2 separate regions of the Mus musculus genome follow, and region 1 is linked to region 2. Evidence: chromatin contacts called from public Hi-C data. All regions are on one chromosome and are shown on one strand. Each heading gives the region's core, a stretch centred on a gene start, on an enhancer-like site or on the middle of the called end of the contact. The rest is flanking DNA. Distances are from core to core; before and after follow the strand shown.

The links. A called contact is a pair of places that touch in the nucleus more often than the background predicts.
Region 1: a contact with region 2 is called in a Hi-C map of liver, with 2.8 times the contacts expected there. The contact joins two enhancer-like sites. A contact is called at or near these places in 1 of 484 Hi-C or Micro-C datasets (liver) and 1 of 9 other capture datasets (embryonic tail).

What each region holds. Positions count from the first base shown.
Region 1 is chr1:42,541,395-42,546,064 of GRCm38.p6, forward strand. No RefSeq gene overlaps it. Among named protein-coding and RNA genes, the nearest start is that of Gm46089, 30 kb to the right of the region's middle. Within about 2 kb of position 1,642, at least 7 of the 459 cell types and tissues checked have an H3K27ac peak or open chromatin away from gene starts, as enhancers often do. A contact at or near this core is called in liver, where this site is marked.
Region 2 is chr1:41,557,091-41,561,644 of GRCm38.p6, forward strand. No RefSeq gene overlaps it. Among named protein-coding and RNA genes, the nearest start is that of Gm35935, 14 kb to the right of the region's middle. Within about 2 kb of position 2,366, at least 5 of the 459 cell types and tissues checked have an H3K27ac peak or open chromatin away from gene starts, as enhancers often do. A contact at or near this core is called in liver, where this site is marked.

The sequences.
Region 1 (4,670 bases), core at 392-2,891, 980 kb after region 2:
GCTGGTGGGAACTCATGAATCCGCCACAGCCCAGAAGGTAATGTTCCCCGGCAGTTTGTGTTCTCGCAAGGTTGGCGTATTATACGTGTGTTATTTTCACTGTGAGAACATGCAGAGAGAAAGGCATGGGTGGGGGTGGGGGGGGACAGAAAATGAGACAGGGGGGGGGGAGAGAAGGAGAGAGAGAGATGGAGACAGAGACAGAGAGACAGGGAAACACAGAGAGAGACAGAGAGAGAATAAGACCTGTTACTCATACGGTTCAGGTGGAAGGCTACATTCTGGTGGCAAGGGTCATATCTGTGTGTTCTGCATGTTGATGCATCAAATTCTCTGTAGCCTTGACACATGCCAGGGAGGGAGTGTGCTCTCCACAGGAAGTAGATCTCTTCAGCGGCAGCCCTCCCCCCCACCCCCCACTGTTGGAACCCAGACTTGGTTGGGGCCTTTATTTTTGACATCAGCTGATTTAAATGGCACAGAGGTTTTGTTAAATACTTTTCCCCCCATTTTTCTATTATTTGCTGATTCTCACAAGTGGTTCCTATTATCTTCACACTTTGAGAATATAAGTGCTTGAAGAAAACTATAAAGAACCACATTAAAACTGGCTATTTTTAATTCTCTTGGTATTTAAAAAAAATCTTTGTCACAATCTATATCGCTGCTATAGGCTCAGCCAAGGCTTTCTTGTAGCTCTTTACTATAAAAATATGATCACTAATGTTACCTCTTTAAGACTTTAAACCCGGGGGAAGCCCATGCATCATTTTGTTTATTTAAACATTTTAGCCAACCCCATCCCAACTATCAATGATTAACGAATGCCTCTTCTGTTTCCAATGCTTTTAGCTAAAAGGTCAATTTCCAAGGGGAGAAACATGAAATCCTCGCATTCATAAAGATGTCCTCTTTCAACATTTCTGGCTGTTCCCCCAAAGTATATAAGATCACACACATATTCTTCTCATCTGGCCACAATGTATAGATTGACTTGTCTGCATTCAATTCTCTTTTGACAAATCTTTGGGGCAAAGATAAAGTTCCAGGGTAAGAAAATCCGTTGCATATTCCAATAGCACATTCTTTGAAAGCTACATTTTCAAACTAAGCATATGTTTCATGATTTACCCTCTCCAGGGAGCCAGAATTCAGGCACTTGAGGGTAGGGGGCTACAGTTAGAAAGAGGTTGCAAAATCAGGGGCATGTAGTGTCTTTTAAACTGAACTCCTTTTAACTGTGCAAAAAAATTTAAAGAACAAATATGTGCTCAGTGTTTAGCAGTGCCAAGGACAGCTGTCAATGCCTTAAGCAGCAAGAGCAGGTCATCCCTTAAATGTCTACCTGTGTGCCTGCCCCTCCTTACACAGCAAGAGAGTTACAGACTCCTGCCACGTCCATCCCTAACCAGTGGCCTGTCTCCACAAGCCACACCCTAAGAGAAACTGCAGACCACAGAATCATGGTGAAGTCACAGTCATTTACACCTTTTGGAAACTCTAATTAGATGCTCCTCTCAGTTCTTTTCTTGGAAGCTATGTTCAGGAAGGAAAGTAGCTGGAGACTGGGGTCAATGTGACCTGCTTGCTCTGCCTTAGGTTGGTGGTTAGCAGTTCAAAGTTCAACATGAACAGAGGGATTGTTACTCATTGGTCTCCACCCCTGGACGGTAGAATCACTGTGTAGACTTGGGCCCCAGCCTCTGTTCCATGAGCAACTGTCGTGAATGGTCCCTGTGAGGCAAGCATTCAGGCCAGTGTTCTGGAAAGGCCAGGGGTTTGCCTCGGTTCTGAGGATTAATCATGCCTGCTTCGTCCTTTAATAAGGACCTGCGCTCGTAGGTACCCTTCCTTGAGCAGTCAGTGGTTGGGTTATCCTGGCCAGGGACTGTATTTCAATTTTACCTCCAGTGAGTGTTGTGAGGTGAGGATGGGTGGGCGGGGCTTGAGTTTGTGGGCGGGGCGTGAGTTTGTTTTCAGCAGCGCTAGCTTGCGGCAGGTGAGGTTCCAGAGGTTAATGTGGATTGCAATGCCATCTGCCTTAAACTACAGCGATGAAAGTAAATGTGGTTTCGGAAGGAAGATGGTCTCTGCTTTGATTACATCGAAGTGCTCCTGGAGCCCTTTCCTTCAGGTGACGTAAACATCTTAAGACTAAGCACAATAAATATGTCTCTAAGCACAGTGTATTGTGATTGTAATTAGCTCTTCCTCCGTTATGGGTTGCATGCGTCAGATTATGCCTAATTACACCCAGGCGGTTTGCTGGGTTCCTATTTTTGTGAGAAGTCTCACAATACATCTTTACAGCCATAAAGACACTCATTTGCTTACACTGAGGCCTTTATGCACAACTTGCCTCCTTTCTATTTGAAGAGAAAAATTAAAGATGAACATCATTAGGGATTTCTCTTTAAAACCAGCAATCTACACACGCTGCAGAAATCAATGCCTCTTAGGCTGGCTACAATTCTGCAATAAATTCTTGCACTTAGAGACTTTTACACGGCCAGGTAGCTGGTCAGGCCATAGAAACTGGGTATTTGTGATTCTCTTATCTCTGCTTAAAATGTTTAATTGCTTTTCCTGCACAGGATTGGATTGGGCTTGCTGGGTACTGGGTGACTGATGAAGGAAGTCCCTGAATTGGACAGACTAGGGGTCCCATGGTGCAGGGTTCTATTGTTAGGAAACCTGACCTGAATTGTGTCAAATTCAATTTTGGTAGAATTTAAGGTGATGTTTTAGTAGAGACAAATGCAACTGGGTTTTCTGGGCCTCACACACTTATTTTAATAAAGAATTTAAAAACCTCTAGGAAGTATTCATGGTTTGCATCTTTGCTTAGATTTTTTAAATGCATTCTTTAATAATTCAACTTCTCCCAGAACTGTTTTTTTTCCTTTTTTTTTTTTTTTTAAATCACACGTAAGGACATACCTCTTGGAATTCTATGGATGAGCTTAAATTCCTAACTTTCAGGCTTATGCAAATTTTTTGAGTTTATAATATAGTTTCAATATTTCTCTCTTCCCTTTCCTCCCTCTAAACCCTCCAACATGCCCGGCTTCAAACACTCTCCTTCAAATCAATGGCCTTTTTTGTTCATTGTTATTGAATGTACACACACACGCACACACGCACACACACATAGATATACACATACACATACACATACATAGCCTGCTCGGGCTATAAATTACCTATATGTTTGTACCATCTTTCAAATTTATATTTGCTTTAATTTCTTCCTCTTCTTTTCTGTGCTTTATCTTTTTATGATGGAAAATACTAAAAAAAATCAGCATCTAACCACCGGTGCATCCAGGGTGGGGGTGGCATGACTGTAGACAGGGGCAGCTTGAATCTCAGCATCTGATATCGCTCTACACATGGGAACAATTTTTATGACAAAATAAAACCTAAAGATTTAGGTTTTTTGTAAATATACATCTTCACATATCTTGGAAGGAGGAAATTTTGACTTTTACCTCATATATTTTGAAATATTTAACCCTTTCTCAGAATTACTCCCTGTGGCATGAGCCCTGGCATGTAATGCATTGCTTGTACAAAGAACAGGGTGCAAATCTTTCTGTTACAAGCATCCATTACAAAGGAAGGAAGGAATCTTTATCTGCTAATCATTGGATATTGCCCCAGTACACAATAGGCACTCAATAGATACCTGTTGAAAAAGAAATGAGTGAATTTAAATATCTCTAAAATCACGTAGAAAGGGAAGCCTGAGAGCCTGAGTTAACTCCAAGAACTCACATGGCAGAAGGAAAGGAAAGAACCGATTCCTATAATTGTGCTCTAACCTCCACACTCAGGTTGTAGTCTCTCTCTCTCTCTCTCTCTCTCTCTCTCTCTCTCTCACACACACACACACATACACACACACATACACACATTTATTAATGTAAAAGAGTCAAATATATAAAGCCATGTTTTATTTCATTGTGACAGCCATATCTTTAATATTTAAACACTAGCAACACTCAGACCCCACACTCCAAACTTCACAGATCACCAGGAGCACAGAATTGCTGGATATGTAGGGTCCTTGTGTAATCATGACCATATACTGAATAGCAGACATGGTTAGAAGTGAATATGACATATCATCTATTCAGCTCCATGTTGATGAGGAGGAAGGATGATGATGATGGCCATGGCGGCAGTGGTGGTGGCAATGACAATGATGATGGTGATGGTGACAACGATGATGGTGGTGATAATGGTGATGATAGTAATGGTGATAATGATGGTGATGATAATGGTGGTATTGAATGCACACACATACACACATATAATATATATATATATATACATATATATATATATGTGTGTATATATGTATATATATATATATATATATATATATATATATATATATATATATAATACACATACATAGCCTGCTCGGGCTATAAATTACCTATATGTTTGCACCATCTTTCAGATTTATATTTGCTTTAATTTCTTCCTCTTCTTTTCTGTGCTTTATCTTTTTACAGTGGAGATGATGATGATGGTGACGATGGTGATGATTGATGATGGTAATGGTGGTAGAGATGGTGATGATGATGGTGGTGATGGTGATGATGGTGACGATGACAGTGACAGTGATGATGATGGCGGTGGTGATGATGATGATGGCGGTG
Region 2 (4,554 bases), core at 1,116-3,615:
TTTCAAAATGCAAAGATGTATAAGAGATCGTGAAGATCAGGCAAAAATAATCTTCCCCTTCAAACAAACAAGTGAAATCTACACATGTAGAATTAGTAAGAAAATATTTTTCTATTTGAAAGGTGCAGTGATCTCTGTAGGGTTCTACTAGTCTAGTGTCTGTCAGAGCAATTAGCTCTAATTAGCACATCCATGGGCAAGGTTCCATGAGATGCAAGCATGAGATGGGCAGAAACGATAATCCCCTTATCTCTCTTGCCACTGATTCCTCTTCAAAATTAGATTGCAGTGCTTTGTGGAAGTCTTTAAGGCCATTTTACTGCCACCAGCTGGCTGACACCAAAGACAGAGGGCTGCCCGAAGGAATACCTGTCTGTCCTCTCATGAACCCTCACTCCAGTACTGGGAAGTGAAATTCCACAGAAACAGTAAGGCCATTTACATTCAAGATTGGAAGCTCCTGTGGCTTCCAACGTGTGTGTTACAGTTTGGCACAATAGTGAAATACTCTTGTATGCCTCAGGAAAACAGCTGCATGAGGCAGTCAAGGGGTTTCCTAACTAATGGAGGTTTGCAAAACTTCTACAAGTTTAGTAGCTAAGAACAGTTTTTCTTCTTTTCTATGCTCTGATCTAAGACTATTTTTCATCTTGAATTAGAATTACATCCTGAATCAACATTTAAGCTTAATCTATATAAGAGCTGTTTTTATTAAATTATTATGATTATGAGGATATGATTATGACTGTATAGTATACATTAATTGGATGACATAATATGTATCATGTTTAATATATCATACTGTTTATGAGCTATAATTCTATTAATTTTCTTCCTTAATTTTGATGTTTATCTAATATTCAAATCTTCAAGCAATATTAAATATATTATATAAAATAATTGAGAATTTTGTTCATACAGTTTTAGAATCATTGATATAAACTATATAAATTAGTATAGTAATTTGAGAATAAAGCTTTGATGATTTCTTTTGAAAATGAGAATAGTCACATCTTTGGGAGCACAGTGTGAAAGAGTAAGATGGCACTCACAATCTATGGGTACACCTTTATATTCATTTAAAATCCATTAACATTTTACTTGGGACCAGAAAACACACACACAGTGACAGAGAGGTACATGTATAAATAGGTGTTATATTCACTATATATCCAGGTAGAAAGCATGAACATTTAGACACCTGCATGAAATATGCGCTTACTATTCTATGTAGAATATATAAAGTAATCCATATATATACTATATACAGTAACATATACATAATACTATATATTACATAAACTCTCATATAAACACACATATATAGTGTGACATATGTATACATTTATATAAGAGTATATATTTCTACCTATATGTATAGGTATGTATATTAATACTTTTAGCTTTTATATACTCATAAGGTAGAATTCAAAATATAGCATCAAAATAAGTAAAATATCTAACAGTAACAATATAAAATATTATTTATTCACCTAGCAACTAAAATTCTGAATTCTTGATAGATGTACAATATGGGAGGATTTTTAAGCTATGTTAAATAGTTTATAGCACAGTGGTTACTTTAAAATAGTACACAACTGAAAAGAGATAAAGTTATTTCTCTTATTTGTTCTTATACATTTATGAACAGATCCTGTTTTTCATCCTGATGTGGTATTTCTTTTATAATTATGAAATACTCCTTAAACCCAAAACTCGCAAGAAAAGTAAATTGTCTCAAATTAAATTATGAACAATTTGAGAAACAAGTTGGTAGACAAATGATACACAAAGAGAGAGACACCAGCAAGAAGAAAATCAGAATTGTAGGTCCCTTGGATGAGTATTTATATACACCTCTGAATTTATTGTAAAGACAAGGCATTCCTGTATGGAGGACCTGGCTTGTAAATGTTTAAAAAATGGTATGGTTTTTTTTTTTTTTTTCCTTTTCAAAATATTTAGTGTCTACATTTCATCAGTGAGCCAAGTAAATCATGGTTTCTTCAAGTGCAAGGATCGAAACCAATTACCATTAGTGACCATCGGGTGCAGCAGATCCTTTCTGTCCCGTTGCCTGAATCTCAATGCTCTCCCAAGTGTGCCTGTGCAATTTAACAGGACGATCAATACCCCGCAGCAGTTAGCAGCAGCCCTCTTGAAGTGCTTCACAAAACATGCTACATTTCTCTACCGAATAAATGTCAAAACATTCCAACGGCTACAATTCTTGGGAGAAATCGTTCTTCTGAAACATTATTGACATACTTTAACCCACATTTCCCGCTGCTCGCAGGCGTCCTACTGGTCAGTCAATTCCGATTTGGCAAGAGCCACATCGACACGTGCTCCCGCTGACTTGCTTGGCTGCAGTCAAAGATAGCAGAATCTGGTGGCTAGGTCCTGGGGTTCAAGGGTCAGTGGTCTAACGCTCACCCAAGGTCAAGGTGATGGCAACCCCTCTCCAGAGACTTGGCTTCATTTCTAACCTGCCCTTGAAACTGATCAATAGCATCACAAACCATGCCTCCGGAGCACAAAAGACCATAGGATCTAAACACTGCTATGTCATATCTAAGTAAATCAGAAGCATAAAAGCCATGCAGGGAAATTTAACTTGTCAGTGAAAGGAAAAAGCCATAGTGAAACATGCATATACAACATTATAATTAGTAAAATAATAAATAATTTGAATATATATATATATACACACATATATATGTAAAGAAAAGACATTTATGAAAAATAAATTTCTGAGCTATATTTTTATTGTTCAACTTCAGAAACTTAAGTCTCATGCTGTAACTTCATTGGTCTGAACTTTCTAAAATAAAGGGGTAGTCAGTAGTTGCCAAGACTTTATTTAATAGGAGTGTATGTTCTCCTTCAACCTTAGATTTATTTTTATTTATTTTTATTTTTAATTTTTGTTGTTGCCCATTTCAAACTCTCTGCTACTCCCAGGCTCTCTGTGAATTATTTCAGCTGAAGATGCGCACCTTCCAGATAGCATGGAGAAAAACCGGCCACGTGAAGTATAAACAGAAGGCTGCTAAGCTGGGCCAAGCTTCATTTGGATAGTCACCAGAACAGATAGTGACAGTTTTGTTGGCCTGCCACTGTCTGTTCCAGAACAAGAAGCTGGGGCCTTTAATGACCCCAGCCCAGTCAGGTCACCCTGGAGCCATCCCTACAGCCAGCTAGGTTTCTTTCACAGCTAGTGAGAGCTCTTCCTGCATCTGGAGGTCATGCATATCATTATGGAGAGTGTGTGGTTTTAACTGGTTCTGCAAGCTCTGTTGCACTCTCTAATGCCACTGCTGTGTGGCTTCATGCTCAGCTCCATCTGCCATTGGTCAGGTTAGAATGACAAAGAAAGAGAAGATCTCTCACAGAATCTGAAATGATGTTACCTTTACCTTCTTTGAGCTGAAAAAAAAAATCGCTCAGCGAAGGAAGGCAGTTGATGTGTATTAAGTACACCTATTGAGGCTTTCAGAAGTGGACCTGGAGATACTAGAACTTTTAGTAGTGACTTTTTTTTTTTCAACAAACACTGGTATAGGCAGTCTGAATGACGACTTCTTCATCAATTCATCTTAAAATTATACACTCTTGTAAGCAAAGAAGAGTGTTTTTAGTGCCATCATTAAAAGACCTTGAAGATCAGATACAATGTCCCTACTTTTATCATCATCCTGATCCTTTGTCCAGTATATTCAAGGATATAAATTCAGTGTGTAATCAAAGCACTCAATGTCCCAACGGTAGGCTCTTCAGTGAGGCAGCAGGGACATACAGGACTGAGAAGAATATCACCACCCCCCATACCTGCACTACCTTTAAGTTGCTGCTTCACACACGTTTTGCTGTAAAACGTATTATCAAGACAATATGCAAAACATAAAACTACCCACAAGAGGTTAAAATCCACCATAGCCACAGCCAGGAGAGAATTTACCACATCCTGCCAGACACATATAAAATAGTTTCTTGATTCAAACTCTGATTTCTTACCATTGACCAAAGGTTTAATCATCAGTCAGTGTTCAGTAGCTGTTTTAAAAAAGAATCATCAATAATTTCCTTAAGACAGGTAACAGCTCTTTGCATCTCTTAGGCAAACTGCAGGCCTCATTCCTTAATCTTAGCAAAAAAAGAAAGTTAGACTATTTTAGAAGGTTGTTATAATTAGCCTTTACACACATAAGTGTTTATATTAGCATTTCTAAGTATCTGATGGGAATGATAGATTTCCTCTGCATATGAGACAGAATATACCTTCATCTGTATTGAATGTCAATTAATCCTTACTACCTCCCTCTGAAATTGTTATAATAGTTGTATAAATATTTTTATTCTCTATTAATTTCTTATATGTACAAGCTGCATTTCTTGTATGAGTTACTTTTTCATATCATTTTTAAGTGGGTGTTTGCCTATGCTCCATAAGAGGAAATATAAGATAATTTTTACTGTTTCACTTCTGAGCTTTGGGTTCTCTGAAACCAAAGCCAACAGTTTTGGCACTGTGCTCTTTTAACATTGACTCAC